2 separate regions of the Capsicum annuum genome follow, and region 1 is linked to region 2. Evidence: chromatin contacts called from public Hi-C data. All regions are on one chromosome and are shown on one strand. Each heading gives the region's core, a stretch centred on a gene start, on an enhancer-like site or on the middle of the called end of the contact. The rest is flanking DNA. Distances are from core to core; before and after follow the strand shown.

The links. Hi-C and Micro-C count contacts between places; a contact is called where the count stands out from the background.
Region 1: a Hi-C map of bud shows a contact between it and region 2, with 2.2 times the contacts expected there. The contact joins the promoter of LOC107847580 here to the promoter of LOC107853929 in region 2. A contact is called at or near these places in 2 of 5 Hi-C or Micro-C datasets (bud and placenta).

What each region holds. Positions count from the first base shown.
Region 1 is chr11:92,717,668-92,721,327 of UCD10Xv1.1, reverse strand. LOC107847580 (F-box only protein 6) reads right to left here and starts at 2,137. Exons shown (of 3, transcript XM_047398844.1): 1 at 1,997-2,137; 2 at 1,757-1,865.
Region 2 is chr11:92,553,587-92,557,250 of UCD10Xv1.1, reverse strand. LOC107853929 (regulatory-associated protein of TOR 1-like) reads left to right here and starts at 1,579. Exons shown (of 2, transcript XR_007046720.1): 1 at 1,579-1,960.

The DNA.
Region 1 (3,660 bases), core at 888-3,387, 160 kb before region 2:
GTGTATTATTTACTCTTGAATTAATACATGGAAGAAAAAAAATTCTACTCTTAACCTTAATTTACAACTTTTATTTTGGTTAGTTTGATTTTTAACTTCCAAGGCTTTAACTTGTTGAAATATTATGAGTTCCTTTGCCTTTTTGGGTATGCATCATGAGTGGCAGTTAAGCAAACGAATTAATTGATAAAAATAATTACTACCTGTATGATAAATTTAAAACTTTAAATATTTAACTGATCTAATGTTATACGTATATTTTTTTTGTATAATTAAATGATGTATCAAACAATTTATTTTAACGTTATTAATACTTTTTGTGATTTATTTCATAACACGGTGTAGAAAAAAAGTTAAATAATGCACTTAAGCTTTAATAGTTTCGTTCTAAAACTAGATGGAGAGTAGAGTGAAATAGAGCTTATATTTCAAAGGAGCCGCAAAAGTCAAGGAAAGACTCTTTTGTTAAATTTTTCGAAGAGTTGGTTAACGAAAAGAAACAAAAAGGGCAGTCAATATAATTACTGTGCAAAGTACTATTTTGTTTTCTATTGTTTGTATTATTATTAGGAATGGTTTGTTGGTTAAAAAAGAGTTATTCTCAAATAATTAATCTTGGATTATTGGTTAAAAAAGAGTTATTCTCAAATAATTAATCTTGGACTAATTATTCTCTCTATATATATATATATATGTGGAATAACTTATCACATCAATGTGGTGTAAATGGTGGATAAATAATTATGGCACCAACTAATGACTCAGCCTAATATGAAATAAAATAATCATTTATTTTATTTCGGGACTATTTATATTTATGTCTTACACCAAAAGACCCCATAATCTTTCGTTTGGTTGCAAACTCAATTAGTTAGTAGTACCAGAATTAGTTATTCCTCTCTCTTAATGATATGATAGTACTAGAATAATTTATCATGAAATAAAATAACTAAAATGACAAAAATAACCCTCAAACTCTTTTTATAATCACTAATTTGATCTAGCATTCTACTAATTTGGGTTCAACCCCTTTATAAAACTAGCCTAATCACACGTGTCTCGCATGTGTAACGTTTGATTATTTAAAATTAAATAATTTTATTTCTTGCGGAGATTTTTAATAAAATGTAAAAGTGCAAATTAATTTTCAAAAATCCTTCACACTTTAATATAATAATGTAAACATAAATATATACCCATATATATTTTACCACCAGAAATTTCAACTGGTTAATGAATTATCACTTTTGCGTTTGCCATGTAGCAATCTAAACATAAATATATAAAGATAAAGTAAAAAAAATACCCCCTGGAAAGTATAGACTTACTAAGCATTCATAATAATGAATTCTTGTATTCTTTTCATCTGTGGGGAGCTTGGAAGATCGGCATCAATCACAATTCAAGCAGCGGCGAAGTTAAAATTTTCATCTAGGAGCGTCAAAATATAAATAAATAAATTCACAAAAAAATCAAGAAGTGTCAATATATATGTGTGTGTAAAAATATTTTTACCTAACTACACTATAATTTTTTAATGACGAATAAATAAGTGTAGAATAAAGTATTTGCTAATAGATATTTTTTGGGGGTTGCAAATTTAGTTGTTCTATTTGATTAATTAATTAAGGCAAAAAGTGATTTGATTTTGTCTCAAGATTAAACAAATATCACAGAACAAACTCAAACTCATAATAGGATAAACTGAAATTTGAGATAAAAAATCTCATATATCAAAGAAAGAACAAGAACCAACACGGGTTGTAGTGCAGTGGATGGGGCTGCTCCACCGTTAACCAGAGGTTGAGGGTTCGATTCTGGGTATGGAGAAAACTCTGTTGGAAGCGTTGTCACCTTAATGGGCCCTGCAACGCGCGATCCAGATTAGTCGGGGCTCCAATACAGACACCAAAAACTGGATGAAAAAACAAAAAAAAGAAAGAACAAGAATTTTTACAATTGAAAAGAATTAAATCGTAAGGATGAAAAAGCTAACCTCCAAGTTAAAATTTTTCCAGACTCGTCGAACATACAAATAACCCTCTCCTATCTTTTTTTGGAGGGTCCTTTGCTTAGTGCAATCCCATGTGTTCACAGAAATAAAAAAAATTATACATTCATAGAATAAATATCAATTTTATCAAATTTATAACATAATTAACGATTTCACAAAGATGAATTAAAAATCTCCCTCATTTTCTTTAATCCGTGATATTATGTGAAAATAAGAACTAATAAAGAAAAATGAAGAGAAAAATATAGAAGTACCTTGAAATTTCAGAAATGCCTTAAAAAAATGGGGAAAATACAAAAAGATGAAATGAGCTTGAAGGATTTTCATAGTAAAAGAGAGCAATTTAGTGAATGACAAGAGTTGAATACAAGCATGAAAGCCACGTATAGTGATGCGGTGGCTGGACAATCGGTGGAGTAAAATAATGTTTGGGCAACTAACCAAGATGATGCAAATATTCTTCATTAATTGGTTTATACCCTCAAGCACACATGTTGAAACTTAAATATCTACTCATGCTTCTAATATAGTAGAAAAATATATTTTAAAAAAAAAACTAAATAAGGTGAAGAGTATTTTTATAAATAAATTACTTTTTCTTATAAAGTATACAATGCATATTATTTTTAGTACAACAAACTAAACAATTAATAAGAAATTATACCAGAATGACTAAATACGAAATAACTAATCACAACATAATTAATTCAATTCTAACTTATCCCAACATAACTTGACTTCAAACCAAACAATCCCTTACAGACTTATCACTTTACAGGATAAGAAGAATTCAAACTTTTAATTTTGACATAAACGTAAATTTAAGATACAAAATTAAAGACAAAAAAAAAAAAAAAAGGAAATAGGAGAGGAACCTTAGAAGCAAGACAAGTCCCTCCATAGTGATGACCAACAATTAAATATTAAAAATAAAGGAGGATGGAGAAAAAGAAATGCTTCACCAACTCTGTAAATTGTCAATTGTAATTGGAAATTAGAGAAAACATGAAATTCTTAAAAGAAGTAGTAGTTCGATAAATAAAAATAATTTACTAACAACTTTATAAGTTGTTCTGTCATTTATAATTTTTTATTTAATCTTTATAACTTATATGTATATTTTTATGGTTGGGCCTTTTTCCAATTCTACGTATATCGAAAGCTTTAGTGCACCGACTGTCCTATTTTTTAATTAAGTATTTCAACTTTTCCTCAATTGATTATTTCTTTCCAAAATGGCAACCAATTACCACCGCTTTGGTTTCCCCTTCATTCATTTTATACAAACCACCCTCGAGTCGTTTTATATTTTTATCCTCCGATCCATTCAAGTAAGTAATGATCGTTTCACTAACATATTGATGCATTAAAGCACAACGATGAACTATATATGGTCTCCACAATTTTATTAGAAAATCACATACACCTACCTAAGTTGAAATACTGTGGTTGTATAAATGAAAATTACATACACCTACCTAAGTTGAAATACTGTGGTTGGATAAATAATTGCAGTTACATTTTCCTTGCTTAAAGAAAGGTTTCATATTCAATATCTGTGGGTAGGGATGAACCTACGTTAAGTTTTGGGGTGCTCCGACACCCATTAAACTCGATGCGGAATAGGTACAATTACATAAAAAATA
Region 2 (3,664 bases), core at 330-2,829:
TGCTAGGCCTTTCAACTTATGCATTTACTTTTAACGCATGAGCTCCACTCTTAACCTGTGCTCACTTTTAATGCACAAGGCTTAACTTTCAACCCTGTTACTTATAACACAGGGCTCCAATAATATTAATCTATGCTTTTATTTTCAACGCATAGGGCTCCAATTTTCAAACCATATCAACTTTTAGTTATGGTAAGCAACAGTGATGTGTGAAAATCGTTGATATATGAAGATTATGTGAAGAATAAAGATGAAGTCAAGAAAATCAAGCCAAAAATGAGAGATTTATTAGTGTTTTTGCCTTGATTTTCTTACCAAATTTAAATTTTATTTTTCTTAGAAGAAAAATAAAAGTAATACCATAATTACTTTTATTTTCCTGAAAGAAAAATATAAAACTTTTTCATATAGTTTTGAGCCTCTATAAATAGAAAGCTCCTCTTCTTATACCATAACACAATAGTATCAACAATGTAGTCATCAAAGAGTCTTATTTAGGGAGAGATTTTCTCTCTCATTAGTTTCTATGTTTTTAATATTATGTTTTATATGTAGGCCGATTGGCCAAATAATATAACAATATTAAGTTTTTAGTATTATTTTTATATGTTTTTTGAATTGTCACCACAATAATTTGCAACTAATAGCTTTCGTATGTCACCCTCTCGATTTCGAACCCAACAGATACCACTCAAGCAAATAAATGGCAACATGAGATTGGTAGAATAACCAAATTCTCCATATTCAATTTAAAATCTCCTACTCTGGTTGGTACTCCAAATGTTTAGTATTTAGGGTGCGTTTGCTACCAAGGAAAATATTTTATGAAAAACAAGTTGGTTTCTTACATATTTTCTTATATTAAGTGTTGAGTGAAAAATATTTTCTAATATTTGGTTGGTGAATGAAAAAATATTTCTCCAAAAAAAAAAATTTTTTTAGAAAATATATTTTAGCGTTTAGCTGTAGCAAATACTTTCTAAAAAAATAATTTTTGACCCTGAAAATACTCTTTGGAGGGTGTGTTTGATATGGAGGAGGAAAACATTTTCTAGAAAAATAAATTATTTCTTACCTATATTCTTGTGTTCGTTATGCAAGTCGGAAAATAATTTCTAAAAGTATTTGTATATATTTAACAGAAATAATAAAAATGAATAGCGTAAGAAGGGTGGGATAAGAAAAAAACTTTTGAAACTTTTTTTAAAAAATAAATTTAAAAATTAAATATTTATTTCTAGGGAGGGGGCTGGTAGGCAGAGGCGGAGCCAGAATTTCAACTCAGGGGATTCAATATTTGAAGAAAATCTAGCCGGAGGGCATCCAACACCTACTATATATACATAAAAAAATAATTTTAATTATATATAAATGATATATTTTTTCATCGAAAGGAGTTTGAATAAACCCTACCAAATGGCTGGATTCGTCCTTGCTGGTAGTTTGGGGGAGGGGGATGTTAGAGTAGGTGTTAGGGGTCACTATTGGAAATTACCTTTATGACAACAAACTTTTTGACAGCGGTTGTCAAAGCATAGCTATAAAAGATCTATTACAACTATTTCAACCATTGAAAAAATAATAGTTCTATTAACTATAATTTAGCTTTATAACCATCACTTTTGAATACTACCGTTGCAATAGGTAGATTTATAGCAACGGTTGTTAAAGTCTTTGCGGTAAAATCATCTATGATAACACTTCATGAGCAAAAAAAAATTATTGCATCGACTCTTTAAATTCCCTTTACAAAAATTTTCAAGTCCGCCCAAAAAAACCATTTTAATAAAAACCTCTCTCTTAAACCAATTATCGATTTTGCGGATAACAAACCATATTGCGATTTTGTGGGTGGTACCCATTAGATTGTTTTCCGATGGTGAAAGCCAGCCTCACTCGCCGGCCACCGTGGTTCTCTGGGCGATTTAATTTCAGACCAACATTTGAAGAATGTATTTTGGTGAGTTAAAGATAAACCATATTCAATTTGCACTTCAATTTCTCTCAGTGGTGGAAAGTCAGTTCAAATTATGATTCTCAATTTGTGTTGAAAAGTCAGATCGAATTTTCACTTCAATTGTTTTAATTTGGGAATTTTAAGGTTAGTGTATTCTTCTACGATTTTGACATAATTTTTTGACTTATTATTATCTGTCGAATTCTTCAAAATTTCTATTAGTTCTGGCCATTACAATTGTGACATATGCACAGTTCACTCTTTTGCTCTTCCGTCTTCATTTCTAGTGTATTCCTTTTTTGGAGTTGATTTTGATTCATTTTTTCTTCTCTTTGCCAAAAAAGTAAGAAACTACTGGATTTGATTTGATATGAAGTTTGAGAAAGTAAGAAATTTTTGAATGTTATGGTCTTGAAATCTTGTGATGTTTAAGATGACGTGTGAAAAATTGATATTAAAGAGTTGCCGAAAAAGAAAAACGACATTCTTTTTGAAGCGGACTAAAAGGACTAAAAGTGAAAGTAAGATAATCGAATTGAAGTAGGGAGAAACATTTTGCTATGTGTTGTTTTAGCACTTTGATTGGTTTGACAAAAATTTGAAACTTCATACTTTTTGTGCAGCCTTTGGTTTAGATGAGTTTTAATTTTGGGAATAGGAATTAATTTGATGTAATTTAGTTTCGAAGATTGGTTAGATTAAGGTTTAATGATAAAAAAATATACACACATTGACATGTTCAATCTACATTACAATTGAATCCTCTTGCTAGTCTAAGTTGCTCGGACTCGGGTGCGGGTGTTCGATATGGGTACGGATCTAGAGTTTGAATCCTTCACGGTCTCAATTTAAATATTCGGCAATATGGATCTAGGGATAGATACGGGTGTGGGGATTCGGCAAAAAATAATTTAAATCTAAAAAATTTCCATGGCCAAACACCTACTTACGGGTGTGGGGATTCGGCAAAAAATAATTTAAATCTAAAAAGTTTCCATGGCCAAACACCTACTTAATCTTCTTACTTTCTTTTTATTTTGGTTATCTTGGTTACAATCCATTGGATGCTTGTTCCAGTATGTTAATCTCCAATATGAATTTAGTTCCTGACTTAGTGCATTATTTAAAGTTCTTTTCTTTCGGGTACAAACAAATTAATTAATGCATATTGTGTTGCTCTAAGAAATGAAACTTAGCAAAAAACAGAACCTGCAGTCAGCACTATCAACCAAGTACTAAGTTGGAAAGGAAGAGATCACCTCTAGATTTACACATGTAGTTTGTGTTTTATATCTTGTTAGGATGTTGAACTATCTTGAATGCTTTCTTATTCTTTATTATAATGTTACCTGAATCTACTGTTCTAGTTGTGGAATCTATAATGTTGATAGACTGTGTTCTTTTCTCATAATTCAATTCGTGTCACTATACACTTCTCTTTCTTTTGATCGATTATGTTGTCTAGAAACTATGTAATGGTAAAATGTTTAAATTTCTTTTTTTTTGTTTCAGAATCTTTATGTTGACATCAGTCTTAGATAGCTATCTCCTTTGGTTTGTTTTTCTCGATACACTTTTAAGTGTTTTGATCCTCTAGTTTAATATTTATTAGATTACCCTTTTCCTGTTAGATGACAGTCTTGCCAGGTTGACCTTGTTAAGGAAGGTGGACATAGGTATTTCATTAGATTTCTTGACAGCGGTGAG